Linked DNA regions of Mus musculus: all the other regions are linked to region 2. The links are chromatin contacts, called in public Hi-C maps. All regions are on one chromosome and are shown on one strand. Each heading gives the region's core, a stretch centred on a gene start, on an enhancer-like site or on the middle of the called end of the contact. The rest is flanking DNA. Distances are from core to core; before and after follow the strand shown.

Region 1 (3,146 bases), core at 396-2,895, 180 kb after region 2:
GCACTTTGAACTGGGAAAGTTTACCTCTGCTCCATATGGTGACAGCTGGAGTCACACATATGGCTACAGCCACGTGGCAAGCCAGCAGGGTTTGGCTACTCCCCGATGTCCCATTGACTGGTTTAGCAGTAGGCTGATAAGACAGAGCCAACTGGTATCTAAGAATCCAGTAGGTTAAGCCAGGCTTCTTCAGGTGGTGGCCAAGTTCTACAAATCAGTAAGGAAGTAAATACAAAACACACACACTCTCTCTCTCTCTCTCTCTCTCTGTGTGTGTGTGTGTGTGTGTGTGTGTGTTTCAAATCTCTTTCTGTGCTATTGCCCAAATCAGGCTGCATGGCCAAAGCTAAAACTAACATTGTAAGGAATATGTTGGGTTGAGGAAGCGTGGTCCATTAAGTTTGCCATTAATCCACTACCATCTTTATTAAAACCTCATGTATTAGATACTGTTTCAATGCCCTGACAAAATACCCAACAAAAGCTTATTAAGGGAGGTGCATCTTGGTTCACAGTTTGAGAGTATCGTTCATCAGAGTGGGGGCATCATGGCCATCGCTGGTCACATTACATCCACAGTCAGGAAGCTGAGAAAGACGGATATGAAAGGAGACAATATTCATCTCTCCCTTTTCCCTTTTTACTCAATCCAGGACATGAAGAATGTGCTGCCCATATTTAGGGAGGGTCTTCTGTCTTAGCCCAGTCTATAAACTTCCTTACAGATATTTGTCTCCTAAGTGGTTCTAGGTCCTGTCAAGTAAACAATCAATATTACGCATCCCATCCTGTGATGAAGGTACTATTAATATCCCCCATTTTAAGGTAGTTTGGATAGTATGTGTTCGTAGTCTCGACTACTAGGGAGGCAAGTATGGGAGGATTGTTTAAATCCAGGAATTTGGGGTCAGCATGGGATATAAAGGAAGACCCAGTTGAGGTAAAGTCAGGGATTCCCTCTTTTGGTTGAGAAACCTAAGTCTAGTAAGGCACTAAATAACCCATAGCTAGTACAGGGCAAAGCCATCATGTGAGGCACACACTGTATTCTGAAAACCACAGGTCTGACTAGAGGGGTGAGAAGGGACAACTTCAATGGATCTTGAACCCTAGCAAATCCTCCCCTCCAGGTGACTGACTGCAGACTCCAAGGGCTGGGTAAGCCTTAGGCAGCAGTGGGTGGAAGATCTGTGGGCTGGGGTTTCTGGGAAAAGAAAGAAAGAAAAGCTTCAAACAAAAAATAGCATCAGAGTCATGGGCTGGGAGAAAACCCTGAATCAAACTACAGAAGGCAGATGGTGCCAAAAATAGAAGTGGTGTCTCCAAAGTCGGCCCAGAAGGAGGTCAAGAGAACCTAGCAGAAATCGGTGTGCAGCATGCGGCTGCCAAAGGACTCGCCTCTCACATTGCCCGTCTGAGAGGAAGGTGTACCTAAAAATCAGTAACTGTTGTTAGAGTGATTTTCTGGGATTGTGGTCAGGGTGGCAGAGTTGAAATCCACTTTCTCCTCTTCTGTGAGGGTGTGTGAGGAAACCCGGAATAGAGAAGATGCCAGAATAACAGGGAGCAGCTTTGAGCAGCCTCTGAGTGTATTTATAGATATCAAGCACACGAAATACGCCCACATCATACTCCCTCTCCCCAGGAATCCAGGATGTGTGAGGGATAACACAAGGTGTGCGGTTAACAGTCTGTACCACACACAGGATGGGCGGGGCGTAAGCATTCTGTAACATTTCCTTTTTAGTATCTGACCACTGTTCCAGCAAAGCCGGGAACTGACTGATTGGCAGGCACACAGACAGGATTGTTTTGAGTGTAAGATTTTTCTGTTTTCAAACATTACAACTGAGGTGATGTGTCAGACATCTCTCAGGCCAAGATGGCTATCCACTGTGACCTCTAGGGACTGGGTGAGACTGTGACCCCAACCCACCAATCCTCCACCCACTTCTCCCTAGCAAGGCGGTGGGTAGGACCACATCATTTTTACCCCATACAGCTCTCTGATAGCACTTCTTACAGTAAAACTATATTGATTTTTCTGAAAGTTGAACTGGGGATATGGCTCTGTGGGGAAGATTGCTGCTTTTTAAGAAGCAGGGCCTCAACTAGAATCCCTAGCACAATGGGGCTGTGGAGATGGCTCAACAGTTAAAAGCCCTCTTCCAAAGGACCCAGGTTTGATTCCCAGCAGCTACATAGTGACTCAACCACCTGTAATGCTAGATCCAGGGGATGCAATGTCTGCTCCTGGTCTCTGCAGGCACTGTGCATGTATGCAAGTGACTCACGGATATACATGCAAGAAAAAAACACCCATGCATATGCAATTTTAAACTCCTCGGCCCTCAACATAAAAAAGAAAGAAAGAAAGAGAGAAAGAAAAAAGAGAAAAGGAAAGAAAGAAAAGGAAAGGAAAGAATAGCCAAGCATGACTGTGTGTGCTTGTCGCTCTAACACAGGGGTAGAGATAGACAGACACTAAGGAGCTGACAGACCAGCCAACCCAGACAGAACAGTGAGCCTCAAGTTTAGTGGGAGACCATGTCTCCAGGCAATCAGGCCAAAGGTGATCAGAGAAAGCCAACTGATGTTCTGTTCTGGTCTCTGCATGCTCCAATGCACACGGCCCCATGTGTGTACCACTCATACATACACATATACAAAATTTAAAAGAAGAATAAGGCTATTTTACTGGAGGTTTTTGATGGGGTGGGAGGCTTGACTGTGTAGCCTGGACCTTTGGCTTTGGAAGTGTGTTGGTGGCAAGTTAATAAACTTGCTTCCTATTACTGGTATAAAGACCATGACCAAAAGCAACTTGGGAAGGAGATGGTTTATTTCCACTGCAACTTATAGTTCATTGTTGGGGGACATTCAGGCAGAATGCGAGGCAGGAACCTGGAAGGGTACTATTTTACTGGCTTGTTTGCATGGCTTGCCCAACCTACTTTCTTTCTTTCTTTCTTTCTTTCTTTCTTTCTTTCTTTCTTTTTTTTTTTTTTTTTGAAAACAGGAGTTGCCTTTATTTTTTAGTCAATATTTAAAAACATGCCTTTAAAATGATAGTCTCATTTTCATTTTTGCTTTTGTTATTTTAAAAAGCACAGACATTGTAAACAATGTAAAATATCTTGATGTTA
Region 2 (2,948 bases), core at 222-2,721:
CTGCACTGAGAATTTTTAGCCTGGCTTTTGTGTTTTCCTCGAGAAATCAAAAGCATTCCATACTGATTCCGGCGCTTTAACCAGGCCTTCATTACCAACAGAAAGGCCAGGACCAAATTCTTTCTGAAGAGCATAAACATAACCCAAAAAAGATCCCAAAACATTGCTTAAAATATCTTTTTAATACTAAGCCTTTAATACAAATCAAAACGTGCTTGAACATACTCTGACGGAAAATGCCTAACAAGATGACTGCAGGAGATAAAACGTGATCAATCGTGAACTAGTCATCTCAGAGTGGTTAAAGCACGCGGGGAGGGGTGGGGGTGGGGGGGTACTGTTGTTTTCCCTTAGTAAGGCCATGCATGGTTTCAGAATCTGTATGCCTGTTAGAAACCATCTTTTTCTATCCTGGTAGGAAGATCTACATATATGCACACCACACGACATCTAGATCATCAATATCCTTTTTAAAATTCGCCAGCATCCCCAGAGAGTGCACCTAACGCTCACACAAACACAGAGGAAGGTAGGAAGAGCTGCAGCACCCAATAAGCTGGTCCTTTGGAAATTCTCAAATGATAAAAGCCTCTTTCCTGGCTCCTCTGAGACCTCCTTCCTGGCTCCTCTCCTTCTGCACCTTATTTTTCACTCGTGTCTGAGGGGAAGGTGTTTGCCTTCCTGAGAACTCACAATTTTATTCTGTTTAGAGTTTGACCCATCTGTGACGGTGAGCACCGGGGACTCAGCTCTGGGATTTGCTTGCCTGTTATTCCTGTCCCCGTGCCTCCAGCCCCCCTCTAGCCTATGTTCACAAAAAAAAAAAAAAAAAAAACAAAAAAACAAAAAAAAACGGGTCGGAGATGCGAACGATAGGGAGAGGCTGGTGCTCGTTTCCTTCCCACTTTCCACCTTCCATCCAGGCATCCTCCACCGGGAAGCAACTTGGGGCCCACCTCTCCTTCTTCCCGTCCCCGGAGCCCCTGCAGCGGGCAGAGCACTTACCCGGCTCATGGACCCCGGGGTTGTCAGACAGCTCGATGACCAGGAGCTCCCGGCCCTCGAAGCTGCGCCCCACTGTGTAGATTCTGCTGATGGCGGTGCACTGCAGCCATACGGACACCAGCGCCTCGCGCAGCTCTGGATAGCGGTGGTACTCGAAGGAGATGCCGTCCTCTTGCTGGAGCCGCCGGCGGCGCCTCATGCCAGCCGCTGGCGCCCCGGGCTCCTGGGCTTCAGCCGTCAGCAGCCACCCGCCGGCCACCAGCGCGGCACACAGCGCCAGCAGCACCCGTCCTCCGCGCCCGGCCATCGCGTCCCCGCGAGCTGCACTGCCGGCCTCTTTTGTCTGCCCGGGCCCGGGTGGAGTTGGCGAGCTCAGCACCAGCCTCCTCTCGCCTCACCTTCCACCGCTCAATGAACGGTGCGCTCTGGGGCCACCCAGAGGACAGCGGCGACGCGACGGCTCTGCGCGCTGCACTACCCGCCCCGGGGAGCGGGAGCCAGGAGGCTAGGCACAGGCGAAGCAGCCGCCAGGGATGTTGGGTTTATTTCTTGGTTCAGACCCACGTCAAAAGCCAAATGGCGCCAGGGACCACGCAGGTGGAATGACAGCTAAGACCTTGACTTAGGAAGGCTATTGTTAATGAGAGGGAACCACGACCCAAGATCATCCTTGTAGAAAACACATTCTTGGGTTGTTAACAGGGCCTTTTGATTTCCACCTAGATGCATCAGAATGCGGGGTGGGGGTAAGAAACAACCCGCTGCTTGCCTGGACATCACTGCAATAGTGGAAACTTAAGGGATGCGATTTCATCTACAGCAAGGTCTGGCTAGAAGCCAGAACACTGTGTTTTGATTTAAAGGTGCTTTCTACCAATTTACAGATCCTGCATTTAATTGTATTCAGACACACTCCAAAACCTTTCTAGGGGGAAAAAAAAAAAAGAAATGGGATAAGACGGTGTCCTTTACAAGCAGGACCTATACCACTCATCTTCTGTGATATCCTGGAAAAAAAAAAAAAGACTCTGCTCATGAATTAGACAAAGGATTTCGTTTGGCATTCTGATTCAATCCTGAAATAGAGAAAAATCCGATACAGACAAATGATATATATTGTCATCCCTTTCACAAAGTGACTGCAAACGGATAAAATCATGGGCTTAAATGAGCACCCTTGGGCAGGGCTTGTGTTTTTGGAGCAACATCTGCAGCAGATGTTACTCTACAAAGGTTGCCATTTGGGTGTAACATCAGCACGGATCTGAACACGTGATCATTGAGTATGACCACCAAAAAGAAAGACTGAATGAAGACCAGCTGGGGAATGTTTCATGAGGGACATTTTCCCTCGGATGCCTCTTTCTCTGCTGTCTAATAATACCCTGTCCTGAATAAATCTGTCACCTGGAAAGGAAAGGAATCCAGGTCTATAATAGTTTCATTAGGTTTGTTGTTGGTTTGTTGTTGTTGTTGTTGTTTTAACTGAAGTTTGAAACAGTGGAAGTGCCTTCTCCTACTGACTCCTTGGTCTCAGGAGCAGCTAGAGGACAAAGGGAGTCCAGCTGCTTAGAAAGTGATATTAGCAAGACAACAGGTCGTCATATGGCCTCTGTGGCTCTCAGAAGTCCCCCTGTCTCCGAAAGCTGACCTGTGACAGACATGGCCGCCCACACCTCACCCACCCCATTCCCACCCCTGAGAAATCCTAACCAACCAGAGTGCTATAACTAAGGCACAGAATGTTACCAGCACTGAGTGAAGAAGGCAGGCAAAAATTGTCTGTCACACATTCAGGAACAAACGTAGACCAAAAAGGGGAGCAACTGTAGGCATCCAGCTCATCTTGAGAATTTCACAAATAAAATAAGTATTACTGTCTCGGGGGCTGGAGAAATGGCTTCACAGTAAAGAACACATAATACTCTTGCAGAGTACCTGAG
Region 3 (3,317 bases), core at 212-2,711, 150 kb before region 2:
AAACAGAGAATTTAACAGTGCCACATTCTCTCCTCCTTCACTGGATGACTGTGTAATGAAATTCTATTTATCAATCTGTTGAGTTTTCAAATGAGCTGAGACAACCATAACTTGTAGGTCAAGTGCTACCCATCTGTGGAGAAATAAAATGTATGAAAAATAATCCTCTTACTCCTCCATCTTTTGTGTGGAATGACTGAAGAAGGCATCCTTTCTTGGAAGTTGTTCACAATGCATAACTATGATGCCAGGGCTGCCAAAACCTACCAACAACAGGGAAAGCGCAAGCCCTGTAAAACACTGTGACATGATGACTTTAGCAGACCCACATGGAGAAGTCTCAAGGTATTTCTTTCCTTTTCATTCCAGAGATGTTTCTAGCCTTCCCCTGAGCCATGGAGAATGTACCATGCCTTCACCACTTTTCTTCATTGGCCCTCTGGAACCCATTCTTGCAGCTGCAGGGAATAACAAGAACCAAAATGGTCCTGAGGTTCCTTGCTGTCACTTCATATAGTAATCAAAGATTACAGACAAATGAAACCAGAGCCTAAAAATATAAGCTCCTCACAGTGATGTTCAGATCACCCGCTGGGAAGCAGAGTGGGTCTGAGCTCAAAGCTAAACTTTACACCATGGGCAAATTCATGGAATTGTCACAGAAAGGAAGGAAGGGGACTTGAAAAGTAGACAGAAAAGAATGTTTCCTCCCAGTGATTTTTATGGTTCATTTTCTTATTTTGAAAAGTTAAAAACCATACAAAAGTAAAGAACAAGACAATAAATAATGCTGTGCCTCCTGACTCATGCATCAGCTGTTAGCTGTCACTGCTCTAGTTCCATCTCTCTACGTAGAAGAGATGTGCTCTTGTAGAGAAATTTCAATCCAGCAACATGGCTACTCTTGAAAGGGATCACATCCAAAAACCTTCTAGGTCTGTGTGATCAGGGTGGAATGACACACCTTTAATCCCTCTGGCTGGTAATCAAACATGCTCTTAGTACATTCCTTGAATTCCAAACAATGAAGGCGAAGTTCGTTTGTAGAAGGAAGCAGCCATGTTTGAAAGTGACATCTAACTGAAGGACAGACAAAGTCATGAATCAGAGACAAATGAGTCAGAGACAGGATATGTTACTCTCTCAAGAACAGACTGGTGAGACAGTCTACTTTCAGAGCAGCACAGAGTGAGTCAGTCTGGAGAGCCATTCAGTAAGTGCTCTTCAGTTGACTGAACAGGTAATGCAGTGGAATTTCAGTTGAGTGCGGTTCAGTTGAATGCAGTTGAGTTCAGCTGAGTTCAGTTAAATGCAGTTGAGTTCAATGGAGTTCCTGGAGTTCTGTTCAGTTCCACTCAGTTCCATTCCATTTGTGTAGTCAGTGCGGTTCAGTTCATGGAACCCAAAAGCAGTTTTTCCAAGCAGAGAAATTCAGTGAGAAACCAAGAGGAGCCAGTTTGAATCAGTCAGCTCAGAGTGGAGCTTTGAGCCAGAACAGCTGAGTTGCACCACCCAGCTATTCAGAAAGGACTAGAAAAGGTGAGCTTATTCAGCAGTGAGCCTCCTGGATGACAATTACATTTGGTGAATAAAAGTTACCTTTCCATGCTCTGAATAGTTGTGTCTTCCCAAATTGTATGTGATATAATCCTAGAGTTAAAGGTAAGGTATTGGGAAGAGGGCCTTTGATCTTGTCACTCTGTTGTTTACAAACCTTCCATAGCTTCCCAGTACCTCACAGTGTCCAGAGGGCTTACATACTACACTGACTACAAAGATGGACCATGAAGTTACTATAGCTATTAACCCTATTCACAGGATACATTTCAAGACCCATGTTGACACTTGAAAGAGCAAACAGTATAGAATGAACTACACATACGAAGAACGTTCAGTTCTCACTTCGGGGAGCACTCTGAGGCTTCTCTGACAAGCCTGAATTCTGAGCACTATTACTTTCAGTGCATGGAGTTACTACTGAGAATAGCGAGGATTACTTGAATGAAAGTAATGTGATGTGACAAGGCATCAACAGCCGATCGAGTACACTGGAATGACTAATGGAAAGAGTGAATAGAGCATGAATATGTTAGACAGTGGAGTGGGTCACATGCCAGGCAGCACTGAATACAATGACGCAGGATCTCCTTGCCCCACTGAAAAGGGTACACAACTTACAGCTTTTACATTATTTCTAGAACTTTGGACCACATACATAAGGAGGAAGTACTAAGCTTATTAGTCCATGGCCCTGGATGTGCTTCTTAGCATCCTATCACTTCACCTCCTCTACATGCAAATGAAAGCAGCAGTAATACCTATTTTACAAAATGAGCGAATGTGTATATTGCACATGGATTGATGCCCGTATGTACTATCCTGTCTACCTGCTCACTCTGTGGGAAAACACAATATTTCCTTCCACACCATTATTTTTCCATTAATTAATATATTCACATTACATACCAATTGCAGCCCCCCTCCTCCCAGTCACCCCTCACACAGGCCCTCCCCACAAGACCCCTGTGGGTACCAACCCACTCTGGCACATCATGTCCCGGCATGACTAGGCTCATCCTCTCTCACTGAGGCCAGCCAAGACAGCCCAGTTAGGGAACAGGATCCACAGGCAGGCAGCAGAGTCAGGGACAGCCCTCACTCTAGTTGTTGAAGGACCCATATGAAGACCAAGTGGCACATCTCCTACATATGTCCAGGGGGCGTAGGTCCAGTCCACATATGCTCATTAGTTGCTGGTTCAGCCCACAGAGTTATTCTTAGAGAACTATTTGATGAAACTTCTTTGTATGATTCTAAAGGATTTCCACCTTTGCTGTGAACTGATCAGTCTGCTGTATTCCCTCTCTGATTGAAGTTTCTTAAGCCAAACTTGAGCCCCTGTCTTGCTGAATTGGAGTATACTTTCCCCACAGTGCTGTACTTTATGCCTCTCTCCCTCCTCAGCCAATCAGATTCTTCCACCTCAGCTGCCTAGGTCCTCCCACCTCAGCTTCACAGGTCCTCTCACCTCCAGGTCTTCTCACCTCAGCTCCACAGGTCCTCTCACCTCAGCTGCACAGTTCCTCTCACCTCAGTTGCACAGGTCCTCCCTCTTCAACTGCACAGTTTCTCCCACCTCAGCTGCCCAGGTCCTCCCACCTTAGCTTCACAGGTCCTCCCACCTCAGCTTTACAGATCCTCCCACCTCAGCTTCTCAAGTCCTCCCTCCTCAACTGCACAGGTCCTTCCACCTCAGCTGCATATATCCTTCCACTTCAGCTGCATAGGTCCTCCCACCTCAGATCCACAGGTCGTCC

What was found. A called contact is a pair of places that touch in the nucleus more often than the background predicts.
Region 1: a contact with region 2 is called in a Hi-C map of cerebral cortex, with 2.3 times the contacts expected there. The contact joins the enhancer-like site here to the promoter of Cpe in region 2. A contact is called at or near these places in 2 of 39 promoter capture datasets (liver and stem cell-derived epiblast-like cells), 1 of 484 Hi-C or Micro-C datasets (cerebral cortex), 1 of 115 datasets of contacts at active chromatin or transcription factors (pancreatic cancer cells) and 2 of 9 other capture datasets (adipose tissue and liver).
Region 3: a contact with region 2 is called in a Hi-C map of embryonic fibroblasts, with 3 times the contacts expected there. The contact joins the enhancer-like site here to the promoter of Cpe in region 2. A contact is called at or near these places in 3 of 39 promoter capture datasets (embryonic stem cells, macrophages and stem cell-derived epiblast-like cells), 4 of 484 Hi-C or Micro-C datasets (the HL-1 cell line, embryonic fibroblasts and embryonic stem cells) and 1 of 9 other capture datasets (embryonic stem cells).

The regions. Positions count from the first base shown.
Region 1 is chr8:64,870,331-64,873,476 of GRCm38.p6, forward strand. No RefSeq gene overlaps it. Among named protein-coding and RNA genes, the nearest start is that of Gm40501, 9.1 kb to the right of the region's middle. Within about 2 kb of position 1,646, at least 73 of the 459 cell types and tissues checked have an H3K27ac peak or open chromatin away from gene starts, as enhancers often do. A contact at or near this core is called in cerebral cortex and pancreatic cancer cells, where this site is marked.
Region 2 is chr8:64,691,638-64,694,585 of GRCm38.p6, forward strand. Cpe (carboxypeptidase E) reads right to left here and starts at 1,472. Exons shown (of 9, transcript NM_013494.4): 1 at 1,006-1,472. The coding sequence starts at 1,312.
Region 3 is chr8:64,541,585-64,544,901 of GRCm38.p6, forward strand. No RefSeq gene overlaps it. Among named protein-coding and RNA genes, the nearest start is that of Mir710, 29 kb to the left of the region's middle. Within about 2 kb of position 1,462, at least 26 of the 459 cell types and tissues checked have an H3K27ac peak or open chromatin away from gene starts, as enhancers often do. A contact at or near this core is called in the HL-1 cell line and embryonic fibroblasts, where this site is marked.